Regions from separate parts of the Mus musculus genome. Here region 2 is linked to region 1. The links are chromatin contacts, called in public Hi-C maps. All regions are on one chromosome and are shown on one strand. Each heading gives the region's core, a stretch centred on a gene start, on an enhancer-like site or on the middle of the called end of the contact. The rest is flanking DNA. Distances are from core to core; before and after follow the strand shown. Region 1 holds the start of Rtraf (RNA transcription, translation and transport factor). Region 2 holds the start of Polr3a (polymerase (RNA) III (DNA directed) polypeptide A).

Evidence for each region. Hi-C and Micro-C count contacts between places; a contact is called where the count stands out from the background.
Region 2: a contact with region 1 is called in a Hi-C map of CD4 T cells, with 5 times the contacts expected there. The contact joins the promoter of Polr3a here to the promoter of Rtraf in region 1.

What each region holds. Positions count from the first base shown.
Region 1 is chr14:19,821,408-19,827,958 of GRCm38.p6, forward strand. It overlaps Rtraf (RNA transcription, translation and transport factor), which reads right to left and starts at 2,416. Exons shown (of 8, transcript NM_026528.3): 1 at 2,262-2,416; 2 at 1,159-1,283. The coding sequence starts at 2,322.
Region 2 is chr14:24,484,426-24,490,976 of GRCm38.p6, forward strand. It overlaps Polr3a (polymerase (RNA) III (DNA directed) polypeptide A), which reads right to left and starts at 2,633. Exons shown (of 31, transcript NM_001081247.2): 1 at 2,448-2,633; 2 at 1-97. The coding sequence starts at 2,491. Rps24 (ribosomal protein S24) reads left to right here and starts at 6,253. Exons shown (of 6, transcript NM_011297.3): 1 at 6,253-6,333. The coding sequence starts at 6,331.

The DNA.
Region 1 (6,551 bases), core at 1,166-3,665:
GAGGCAGAGGCAGGCAGATTTCTGAGTTCAAGGCCAGCCTGGTCTACAGAGTGAGCGCCAGGACAGCCAGGACTACACAGAAAAACCCTGTCTCAAAAAACCAAAACACAAACACACACACACATACAAACAGAACAGAGACAGCTGCCACTGTCATTCCCATTTGTTGATGACACTGTAATGACATAATGTGGTTTTTTTTTATAGAGTTTGGAAACAATTACTCCTGAAAGAATATTACTAAAATTAAAATAAATCAATGTGAAACAATTCTAGTCACAAGATCATCCACAGAGCGCTTTTAGGGGGCATCTGTACCTCACCTACAAGAATAAACATGACAGTTTCAAGTTTCAGGCATGGAAATGATGCTCTTAATGAGTATGTGCTAGTTTGAATGAGAATGGCCCCCATGGCTCATAGATTTGAATGTTTGGTTCACAGTGGGTGGAACTGTTTGGGAAGGATTAGGAGGTGTGGCCTTGCTGGTGGAGGTGTGTCACTGACGGTGAGCTTCGAGGTTTCAAAAGCCATGCCCACCCCACATCTTTTCCCTTCCCACAATTCCCAGTGAGCTCTCTGAGTCCTCCTTGAAGATAAGGATGCGAGTTCTCAGCTATGGCTCCGGTGCTCTGCCTGCCTGGTGCCACACTCCACACATGATGGTCATTGATTCACCCTCTGAAACTGTAGGGAAATCTCAGGGTAAATGCTCTCTGTTAGAAGCTGCTTTAGCCATGGTATCTCTTCACAGAATAGAAATGTAACTAAGACAAGGACTCAAAAGTATATTGCTGCATTTTCGTATCTAATGTAACTAAAGCTCCAAGAGACGTGCTGTGCTCTTCTGGCCTCTGCGGATACCCGACATACATATAAACACATACACACACATACATACATACATACAAATTATGTAGACAATCCTATTAAGGAATGCCGTGACATTTAGAAAATGATGTTTAATCCAAATACTGACAGCTCGGTTGGAGATAATATAATTTGCTTTAAAAATCAAAACAACAGAGTTTGAATCCATGGAGTTAGCTTTACTCACACTGATCACTATTATATCTTAAAAGAACATAGGAATTTTCAACTCAACATACAACGTTTACAAAAGTTCTCTGTGCTTCCTTCTACTTCCTGATTCATTACCTTTTCAAAGAACTTGGGCCAGTCACTGCTGTGGATGTTTCTCAAGTTACCTCTGTCTTCAATCTTGTAGTGTCTGATTTTCTGGTCTTCAAGCCAAACGATAAAGTTTCTAAATTCTGTTTCATCTGCAACGAAACATCATATATCAAGTCACTAAAAGCCTTTGTGATCCTTGGTGGCTTTCTAACCTGCAAACACTACATTAACTGACCCCGAGGGAAGTCAGCAAGAGCTCAAAGTTCAGACTGCAGAGCCATAGATACCTGGCTCACTGCAATAGACTCAAATTCTGGATGAGCCTCAGAAAACCGGATACACTTTCTAAGCTTCAGATTCTTCAGATACAAGATGAGGAAAACGGGACTTACTTCGTGGGGATGTTTTGAGTATTGAATGAATTAAACATGCAGGGCACAGTGTTTCCTATGTTTTATTAGAACTCTGGTTCCTTTAGAGTTTAAGGGGCATTGGGCAGGTAAAAACTTTGAAGCAAGCCAATAGAATAAAATAAACTAGAAATAAACGATTAAAGCACCCTGAATACAAATATTAAAAACTGAAAGCTAGGGGACAGTGTACAGTTACCGGGACGCACCTGCTTCCTTAGATCCAACCCCTCCAAACACCAAAACCCAAAACCCTCAGGAAAGATCCTCATTTTACTCGTCAGAAAACTGAGGTCTCAACCCCCAATTTCGGCTCTACCGCCACCCAGCAATCTTGAGCCAAGTAAAAGCCAAGTAAAAACCAGGACTGACCCTGATATGCTTCTGGAGACCAAACGCTGCCACCCCGCTTCTACCGGTGCGTCCTGCACAGCGGAATGAGGCCCTGGTCCCCGCCTCACTCTCAGTTTCCCACTGGCCCGCAGGACTGGAATATCTTTTTTTCTGAACGGTTCCACTTCCCTGGCAGCCGGCCACGAACTTTCTGCGCGCCCCGAAGGGCATCCCCGGTCCCCTCCCCTACCCCGCAGGTGCCCGCCGAGCCGCCCGGGGGCCGGGAAGCCTGCCGAGCGCCTCAGGGCAGCGGCTGCCGGGTCTGGGTCCGGGTCCGGGCGGGCTGGGGAGGCGCCGTCGCCGAACCCCGCGGCCGCCACCCACCTTTGCAGTTGAAGCCTGAGGGGTTGTGGTAATCCAGGGCCGTGAGCTTGCGTCGGAACATGGTCCCCGCTGCTCGCGCTGGCCGCCCGGGCCTCCGCCGGGACAGGAGAAGCGAGGTGAGGCGGGCAGCGCAGGCACCGGCGACGCGGCGAAGGGGCGGGGCGGTGACCGACGCTCCGACGGACGGCGGACGGAGCCAATCGCGGCTTAGGAACGCCCGCAGCCCGCAAGCGCTGGCCAATCATCGCTGCTGCTTAGGAGGCGGGGCCACGTCGGTGCACGTCGACGCTCAAATAAACTTTATTGTCAGCTTCCTAGTTGTACAATGGACCGAAAGCAGGTCTGAAGCTGCGATTCGTGGATCTAACTCCTTTTCTTGCAACAGTAGGCAAAACCAAAACCCAAAACCAAAACCAAAAAAAAAAAAAAAAAAAAAATGTCTGTACGCTTTCTCGAGTCGGCTATAGCTCTTATTGGCTCAGAGTTGCTGTTTAATATCTTGAGCGTATTAATTGCTCGTCTTTGAACGCTGGTAATACAAAGATCGAAAAGAAAGGTCCCTGCAGGATATTCTTTCGGACTAATTGGAGTGATGTGGAGATTAGATACAACCCCCATGCCATATTTCAGTTTGTCCCCAAACAGTGAAGTCAGAAACCGGGAACCTGCGTTTCCTTCTCCTCAAACCTCTCAGTCACTACCTTCAGTGGGCCACTAAGTCCTGCCATCTCTTCTCTCTCATCCTTTCTTGCCTTTCCTGATGTATTTTCCCCACTCTGTAACGCGACTGATAATCTAAAGCGCCCATTTAAAACTTTCTTCTTATCTTTTAGCAAAGCTGTCGGTGCTTATGATCTAAGTTGCATGCTTCCAGGTTTTTGGCCTCTTATCCAAATATGCAAAAGCAAAATAGTTTTATTTGAAGCAATGCTATAGTGCAAAGTTACAGAATGACAGCAGGCAACGCGAGCAAAAGTACCAAGTACCTCAGGCTACAGCCTGGGTCTCTTCACCGGTCAAGAAAAAGGAGGCGCTGGTTACTAATGTGAATGATCCTTTATTTCAATTGATAGATCAGGTTATACGATCATTTCAATACTGCTCACGTCCCTTCCAATAATGCATCTGGCTTTAATCACATGCACAGGCATATGAGAGTAAATAAGAGATTCTTCTTAAAAGCTTATTAGAGGACATAGTTTCCCCTTAATTGTGCCTATACCCCAAGCAAGTTCAGGCCATCTTGACCCTTCTAATCTTTATACCCCATACATTGGGAATATACTTGAATAAAAACTGTGTAGGTGTGATTGGTACTAGGGGTGAAGAAACATTATTATTTAGAGGTAGAAGTATATATAATCTGGGGAGGTTAAGGGAGTTCCGAGGTGCCAGGTAAATTGTTTGGAGAATTTTTGGTTGTGTGTGTGTGTGTGTGTATGTGTGTGTGTGTGTGTGTGTGACTTACCAATGAAGGAACAAGGCTGCCAAGAGCATCATTGTAAGAGGGGCTATGTGAATAACCAGAAACAAATTGGGGTTCCAAGCTATCCTCTCTCCCATGCTTGCCTGCCTCAGGAACTGCCTGCTGTGCTCTAGAGACAATCAAATGCTCCTACTGGATTTAAGACCCTTCCCATTCCGTTACAAATTGTTTTCCAGATACAGGCGAGCAGTGATGAGCAGGACAGACTGGCTGTCTACTTTGATTCCATTTAAAAGACCAAAAAGGGAGGGTGGGAGGGACAAAAGAGAGAAACAGTGGCTTGGAGATAGTGAGGAGTTCACTCGCAGTCAAAATGATAACTGATTTTGCTGGAAACAGATGCACAAAGGCAAGAAATGAACAATAGGGCCGAGAGGGAAACACTTATGGAAGCTGGAGGGAGGTGGTGACAGCTGGCGAGACTGTGGACAAAGGCAGGCGCTTGATCAAGAAAGGCCTTTCATGGCAAGCTGAGGGGCGTTATTGAATCTCTTGGAGCTAAGCCAACTGTACGTTTCATTTTAGTTCAGGAGCCGGTAATTAAACAGTGTTTGCATCTGTGGGGCATACAAATGAAGAAGCTGTAGTGTCTAATTTCAGGAGGTTTAAATGTAATAATCAACACAGATGCTTAGATTAGACGCTTCTAGTCTGGAGCCAGAAAGGGACACATGCATAATGAGAAGCTTTGAACGTTCCGCAGGATCGAGTGCAGTTTTAAACGGGCTCTCAGAGACAATTCATGTTTTCCCAGTTAAGTTTCATACCAAATGAATCAGGAAAAGCAAGGGCAGGTGCTGGAGAGATGGCTCAGCAGGTAAGAGCACTGACTGCTCTTCCAGAGATCCTGAGTACAATTCCCAGCAACCACAGGGTGGCTCACAAACATATGTAGTAGGATATGTTGTGTCTGAAGACAGCTACAGTGTACTCACATACATAAAATAAATAAATAATAAATAAATCTTTAAAGAGAAGAAGGAGGAGGAGGAGGAGGAGGAGGAAGTGATTAATGTGGGCTTGTTGACAGTTTCAGAGGAATCAGGCAGAGAGACACTGGGCCTGGCTTGGGTTTTTGAAACCTCAAAAGCCCCCCTCCCCAGTGACACAACTCTTCTAAACAAGAACACACACCCCAGTCTTTCCAAACACCTAATCAACTGGGGACTCGAGCCTGTGAGGATATATGAGCCTATGGGGTGGGGGACCATCTCATACAAACCACCACAGGGCCTTTGAAATAGAAGGTATACAACCTCATTTCTAAAGGCCAAGCCCACATAATGGAGAAACATTTTATTATCAAACGACCTGAACCCCAACCAGTGGTCAATTGAGAGTTTCACAAGCCACTCATCCATCCATTGAATTATTCAACCAAGTCTTTCCGTGTCAGCTGTGACACGAAGTCTTCTGGGCCCTTCGGAGGGCTCTGTGAAATTATGAACAACAAACTCTACAGGTGAGAAGCTTTCTATCTGGCAAAGGAGGATGAACAATAGAAACATACATATGTAAATTATGTATTATGTTTGGAAGGCCCTAAGTGCTATGGGAAGTCACGGAATGAGGAGGAAGGTAAAAATGGGTGAGGACAATGAGTTGGGGGGACTTGGTGTCACTTGCTGTTTGGGGCAGAACGATCTGTCTGGGTAGGGCTTCATTGAGAAGGTGAAAGAAAGACTTGCAGGAGCTAAGGGGTTAGCCATACAAGTATCTCAGAAGACGAGAAACAGATGACGAGTGAAGTGTATATGCAATTCCAATCTCAACATCTCTAAACAAAGTTCTGTTTCAACACAGCCCTGTCCATTTGCTTATTGGTTGACTTGACTGCATCAGTGAACAAGTTGAATAGATTCAATATATAAGGCTCACAAAATCTGCAGTATCTTCAAGGTATGTAGTGGTTCAGTCTCATGGGGATGGCAAGGCCAGCATCACTAAAGACAACACATCTTAAGTAAGATAACCATCAGAGGTAGACATTACACACTGAAGCTTGTTGAAATCTTTCTGTTTGTTCCTTCCTTCCTTCCTTCCTTCCTTCCTTCCTTCCTTTTTTGGAAAGGAACTCACTATATAGGTCATGCTGGCCTTAAATTCACAGAGATCCATCTGCCTCTGCCTCCTAAGTGCTGGGATTAAAGGTGTACTCCACTAAGCCCAGTTTAACCTGTCAAATTACTAAAGCTACCAAGTTCACTAAATCTTTGTTCAGTTATTCTTCCAAAACGTGAGCAAAACAAGTTGGTAACCTTTAGAAACATTCACAACAGCCTCTATATTGCAAACAACAGTGCTTTATATTCTGATAAATGTTACCAATTGGAAACAGTTAATGTTACCTTAGGAAACAGAAAATGTTACCTTAGGAAATCAGATTTTTCTTAAATTGTGTAATGCAGAGAGGTCCCTCTCCTACAGAGAGCCTCCTGAGCATCTCCATCTCTTTCTGAGACCCTTTCTGTTATATCTGAAGGGACTCCAAGAAACTGAGAACTACATTTTATTGTGGAAATGGAATGTGCATGACTAAGAATTCTCGTCACACAAAAAGCATAAACCATTCATCTCCCACATTCAATTCTACAAAAAGAAAACAGATGCACAGTGGAGACTGGACATTCTGGAAAATGTCTTGTGTGGAGCCACCAGCTTTGCAGATGCCCATAACTCCCTTCAGGGACAGAGCCAGTCACAATGGAAATGCTCCTAAGCTGAGGACAGACCCCAGAGAGGGTTCAAACAAATGGTCCACAGAATCAGTGGGACTCTACATAGGGTGAGTAGAAGACAGGAGA
Region 2 (6,551 bases), core at 1,383-3,882, 4.7 Mb after region 1:
GTTGTTGTCTTGGCTGTACAGGTTCTTACTGACAACCTGGATATGTGCCTGCTGGCGCATCTCCTCAGGGGACTTCATTCCAAAACAGATATGGCTTCTGCAGTGGGAACAAACCAGAGAAAGGTATCAAAGCCCATGGATCTAGGCACACATGGACACAACCAAAACCACCCTGCCCTCTGACTCCTGGACAGGCTCGTTCCACCAGACCCAGACAGAGTTTAGTAACTGGGTCTTCAACCCTTTATCCTACGGGAAAGAGTTTCAATTTTCCCTCATGAGACGTTATTGCTCTCAAGGTCACTCCCTTGGTGGGCAAGCTAGTGATGAACCTATCTTTCTCAGTCTGGACTTGCTTCCTTATCTCTGCTTTCAGGTTCCCTACACCTTCAGTGCCCCTCTCCTCTCAGTATATTCTCCTTTTTGGGGGGAGGAGGAGGGTTGAGGCAGGGTTTCTCTGTGTAGCCTATAGTCTAGGCTGGCCTCGAACTCAGAAATCCGCCTGCCTCTGCCTCCCAAGTGCTGGAATTAAAGGCGTGCTCCACCACCACCCGGCCTATACTCTCCTTTACTGTCTTCATTTAGTCCTTTTGGGTCTTTTGAGGTATCTTCTTCCACTGCTATCATTTGCATATTGGACACCCCCCCCCCCCACCATTCTGGGTGCCACCCTTCCTCCTCTTCATTGCACAATCCTCCCAGGGATGCCCTTTGTTTGTATATATAGACGTCTTCGAAATCTCTTTACGTCAGCCACCTCTAGTTGACTGGGCATGGGCATCTCCAACTCAGAATATCTGAAAAGTTACATCTAGATCAAACGTGTGCAGGCTTCCTCCCCTTTGCCATTTTCTAAGAAACACAAGCAAGTAACAACTTACATGGACAAAGAGTTCATCTAGAGATACTGTGCTGCTTTGAATAAAAGACTTTATCTGTTTGGAGTTGGGGTAGGAGCACTAACTGTTCATAAAAGATAGAGAGAATTAAAATAACATGGGATGATGGTACAGTCTGATGGGACACCAGGGTCTGGTCAGAACACCTCTCTGCAAAGGTGATCTTCCAGCTGAATTCTAAGTCAGACAGAGCAAATAGGAGAATGAAGATAGGAAGCAGAAGGTAAAGATTCCTTGGCCCACAGGCACTGGGCATCACCAGAGAATCACAGGCAAGCGGCACAGACAGCTAAGGGTACAAGATGAGCCCAGTAAGGCCTGCAGGGGCCAGGGCTTGGGATTTAGGAGGGAATCAAGTGTCAGCATTACCAAGAGCTGCTGGAAGATCCAGGTGACAGAGATCTAGTTTGCATCTGAAATGAAGGGTCTTGCTCTGTAGCTTGGGCTAGCTTCAAACTCCTGACTGCCTGCCTTGGCCTGAGTGGCATAACTATTGGCTTGTGGCTCTGCATCCCTGGGCTGCTGTGTGAGGATCCTTTCATGTGAATAGGGTGCGTGTGAAGGACTGAGATGGTGGACTGAGAACAGTCGGAGGTCACCCAGGTGACACCTGTCCCAGTGAACAGTAACACAGAGTTCCTCCAGTCTCATTTTTCTTACCTCTGTCTCTGCTTCTCTCTTCCATTTTATGCCCTATGCCCCTTTAAGTTCACTTCTCTCCAAAGTCCCCACATCCACCTCAGAGCCCTGGACCCAGCTCAAGTCACCATCATTGCCAGTCTAGATCCCTGCCATGGCCTCAAACTCTGTCCTGGCCAAACACTCCAAAAGTCTGACACGCCTTGCAAGACTCACATAGTGTAAGTCCCCTGCTTCACGTCTATCAGTCTACCTTGTCCCTCCAGTACGTGTTTTAAAAGGAGCCTGGTCTGCACCGAGCCCAGACTTATTCATTACTTGGTGCTCTCAGTCTCCTCTCTGCTGGTCGTTGCATTTGCCACAATCATGGCTGATTTGTCTACTCTACAACAGACCAAGCAGAAAGACTGCATTCTGCGGGACCTTTAGTGCACAACACTGTCCTCAGTACATTCTCTTATGTAAGTTGAAGAAGCAAAAAGATCCGCCTTAGCCTCCCCCCCCCCCGCCAAAAAAAAAAAAAATCAAACAACCAGGGCTTAATAATTAAGCTTTGAAACAGAGAGCCCAGAAGAGCAGCTTGGTTTCTGAGCCTGCCACTTTCTAGCTGACAACCTTGAGTCAGCACACAACTGTGTCCTCGTGCCAGAGGAAGAGGTCCGCTGAGAGTAATCAGCGCAGGGATTCAGGAGGTGGCATCTTCGCCCAGAATGCCCGTTCTGACACTGTTCCGTCCATTGCACTTTCCCCGCTATACCTCACGGATCCCCCACCCCCCACCCCAGGATCTGAAATCCCATCCTGGAACTTTTTTCTTCGCTCCCTTAACAACTGTCCCTCTCCTGGGACACTCTGGGACCCGGGACCTCAGCCTCCACCTCACCCCCACCCCTTCGGGGGCGTCCTTACATTTTCTTAGCCACATCCGTCTCGCGGAACTGCTCCTTCACCATGGTGCCGGCTGGCCGGACGCCCTTCTCGGAGCTGCGACTACAAAAACCACTGTCGCCGCACCTTCCCGGGGTGCTTAGGTATTTAGGAGTAAGGAAGCTGCAGCAGCCTCCCCGGCCACCGTAGAGCGCCGCACGTGCCGCTTCCTCTTCCGCCGCCGGACTTTATGAAGAGAGGCTTGGCAGACGCTGCTTTGAGCCCTCCTTCTAGATCGCCATCTAGCGGCTCCTTCACGAAAATGCACCTAGGCCGCGCAGATCAGTGGGGGAAAATGGCTTTTTCAGGTGGGTTTCTCAAAACAGCAGAAGAGGCCGGGCGTGGTGGCGCACGCCTTTAATCCCGGCACTTGGGAGGCAGAGGCAGGCGGATTTCTGAGCTCGAGGCCAGCCTGGTCTACAGAGCGAGTTCCAGGACAGCCAGGGCTACACAGAGAAACCCTGTCTCAAAAACAAAAACAAAAACAAAAAAACAGCAGAAGAGACGGATGGACCGCTTTTTTTGTTTGTTTTTTTTTTTTGTTTTTTGTTTTTTGTTTTTTGTTTTTTTGTTTTTTTGTTTTTTTGTTTTTCAAGGCAGGGTTTCTCTGTGCAGCCCTGGCTGTCCTGGAACTCGCTCTGTAGACCAGGCTGGCCTCAAACTCAGAAATCTGCCTGCCTCTGCCTCCCGAGTGCTGGGATTAAAGGCATGCGCCACCACGCCCCGCAGTTTTGTTTTTTTTTTTTTAAATCTCAAGGTCAAAAAGTTACATCAAATAGAAAAAAAAATCAAACAAGGACCGGCGCGCGCGTGTGTGTGTGTGTGTGTGTGTGTGTGTGTGTTGTTGTTGTTGTTGTTGTTTCCTGAGAAAGGCTCTCCATATATAGTCCCGACGGGTACTGAATTTGCCATCCTGTCTCCATACTCTCAGTGCTCAGTTACATCCCACCTGGTATAAATAAGTAAATTTACATATCTATTTACATACTTGTGTACAAACATATATACAAACACATATAAACACGCTTATTCTTACACAGCATATGTAATATATATGTATGGTTCGTTTTGAATTGTGTGTTTTGTAAATAGATGCAACAAAAACCCACCCAACCCTTCAGCTCTCCAAGGAGAGAAAGAACGGTCTATTAAAAACTGCCAGAAGCCGGGCGTGGTGGCGCACGCCTTTAATTCCAGCACTCGGGAGGCAGAGGCAGGTGGATTTCTGAGTTCGAGGCCAGCCTGGTCTACAGAGTGAGTTCCAGGACAGCCAGGGCTACACAGAGAAACCCTGTCTCAAAAACAAAACAAAACAAAACAAAACAAAACCAACTGCCAGGCCACCACTAAGAACAGTAGAAGACAGCTCCCAGCAGCAAAGCCTTGCTAGGTTTTAGGGACTTATATGGCTGGAGTGGGGCCAGCTCAGAAAATCCCGGTGGTTAGCATGAGAACTCTGTTGGGCAGGGAGGAGACTGACAGATACAGCCAGGAGCCTTCAGCCAGCTGTTAAGGGCTTCTGAGAAATGCTTTAAGTCTGTTTCCTAGCAAGGTCTGGTGGGGTCCAGACCATCACTTTAAAATAGTGCCGTCAGCACTGCCGTTTGGGGGCCTGCTTTGGGGACTTAACATACTTGTGTGTGTTTGTGTGTGTGCAGGCAGAAGTGCAGGTTGGTCTCCTCTGCACACTAAGCCCTGTACTCGGGTATTTCCCTTGGAATAATGCTGTTAATTCATGTTTGCTCCACTTTATGCAAAGCATTAACTTCTGGTTCAGGCAATATTAAAAGCTTATTTTGTGTCAGATCAGAGATTCACACACATACAAAAAAAAACCCAAAATATATTTTGAGATAGGTTCTCTCTATGTAACCCTAGTTGGTATGTTGGTGCTTGCTTTGTAGCCCAGGATAGCCTCAAGTTCTTGGCTAATCCTCTTATTTAACTTCACAGATTGGTGTGGTCATTCATAGGTGTATGCCACCACAGCTGGTTCAAATAGATAGTTTCTTTCTTTTTTTTTTTTTTCTCCATCCAGAGCTGGGCATTGAACTCAGAGCCATTGCATACTGAACAATGTAGATTGTACCCAGAGCCTTTGCATATTAGACAGTGTTCCGCCACTGAGTGGACCTACATCCTCAGTTCTTTTAAAATTTTAACTGGAGCCAGGATCCAGCCATGTCATCCAGGCTGGCTGGATAAAAACCAGTCTTTTAAAAACTCACAAGTTTTTAAAAGACTCTCAGAAAGTCTCAAAGCCAAAAGAGCCACAATCCTCCCTTCCAATCCAATAAACTGCTAGGTGTGGTGCCCCACTTGGGAGGTGAAGGCAGAAAGATCAGGAATTCAGGATCATTCTTGGCAATGCAATGGATTTTTCAAGACCTTGCATGGGCTTCGAAGGTCTGGTTTTAAAGAACCTAAAGCCTCACACACGAAAAACCTTATGAAAAAGTCACTAGCAACTCGTGGTGTCACGTCAATGCAATAGGGGTGAGTAGTTAAGGTTTCTGCTATTTCCCTGGTGTAAAGCAGGGATGCTGACTGAAAGGCCTTTTTTTTCTCATTAATTAATTTATTTACTTTACGCCCTGATCAAAGCCCCCACCCCACCCCGACCCCAATGGCTTTCTTAAATGCCTTCAAGATGAACTTTTTTGGAGACAAGTTTTACTTTATTTTATTCTTTTTTTTTTTTTGGTTTCTCGAGACAGGGTTTCTCTGTGTAGTCCTGGCTGTCCTGGAACTCACTTTGTAGGCCAGGCTGGCCTCAAACTCAGAAATCCACCTGCCTCTGCCTCCCGAGTGCTGGGATTAAAGGCATGTGCCACCACGCCCGCCCGGCACTTTATTTTATTCTTGAGTCAGCGTCTCACTGTGCAACCCTGATTGACCCAAAACTCTTTGTAGGCCTCAAACTCAGAGATCTGCCTTCCTCTACCTCTTAGGCCCTGCTTAGTGGAAACAATTTAAACCAACTACCTGCCTCTAAGATTTAAACTAGTGGTTCTTAGCCTTGCTAACGCTGCGGCCTCTTACTACAGTTCCTCATATTGTGTTAACTCTTGACTATAAAATTATTCCTGCCGGGCAGTGGTGGCGCACGCCTTTAATCCCAGCACTTGGGAGGCAAAGGCAGGCGGATTTCTGAGTTCAAGGCCAGCCTGGTCTACAGAGTGAGTTCCAGGACAGCACAGAGAAACCCTGTCTCAAAAAACCCAAAAATAAATAAATAAATACTTAAAAAATAAAATTATTCTCGTTGCTACTTAATTGTAATTACTTAATTGTAATTAATTTGCTGTGATTTTGACTTGTAATGTAAATATCTGTTTCCTGATGGTTTTGGGCAACCCTTGCAAAAGGGTCGTGACCCTTTGGCTGAGAACCGCCGATTTAAACAAATGACATTGAAAGCGAACTTTACTGGGTGAAGTAGCGCACATTTCTCAAATCCAACGTGCCTGGGAGGCAGAAGCAGGCCGTTCTCTTGAATTCGAGGTCAGCGTGATCTACAGCGATAGTTTCAGGGCAGCCAGGGCTATATAGTGAACTCCTGTTTCAGAAAACAACAAAATACAAATGCAGGACGGAAAAGAAGGGAATGGGAAATATACACGCGATTGTGTAACCATACATCAATTTGAGTGGATCCAATTCAGGCCAGCCAGAGCCCAGGTCTGGGGCGTGGCTAAGGGCTAGCGAGGCGTGGCTTCAAGTACTTTCGGTCAGGCATTGCTGTAGTCTACCCCAAGGCCTTAGCCACGCCCCCGCGCTGGGGTCCTTCCTTGCGCGTTGATATGATTGGTCGGCAGTGAGCGGTCCTCTTTTCCTCCTCTCCAGCTCCGGCGCCGTAGCCATCATGGTGAGTCTCCTCGGGCTCTCAGCACTATCCGTCGCTTATCCGCGCCATCCCTGCCTGTTCGGGGACCCCACTAGAGCTGCAGCCATCCGGGGCCCACTTACTCTGCTCCGGCCTGCCTCACGGAGGCCGGTCGCCCGGGGTCGCCGAGTCGCGGCTGTCCGGCACCGCCGTCCGGAACACGCCGGGCTTTGGGCTCCCGGGCCTCGGCTATGGAAACC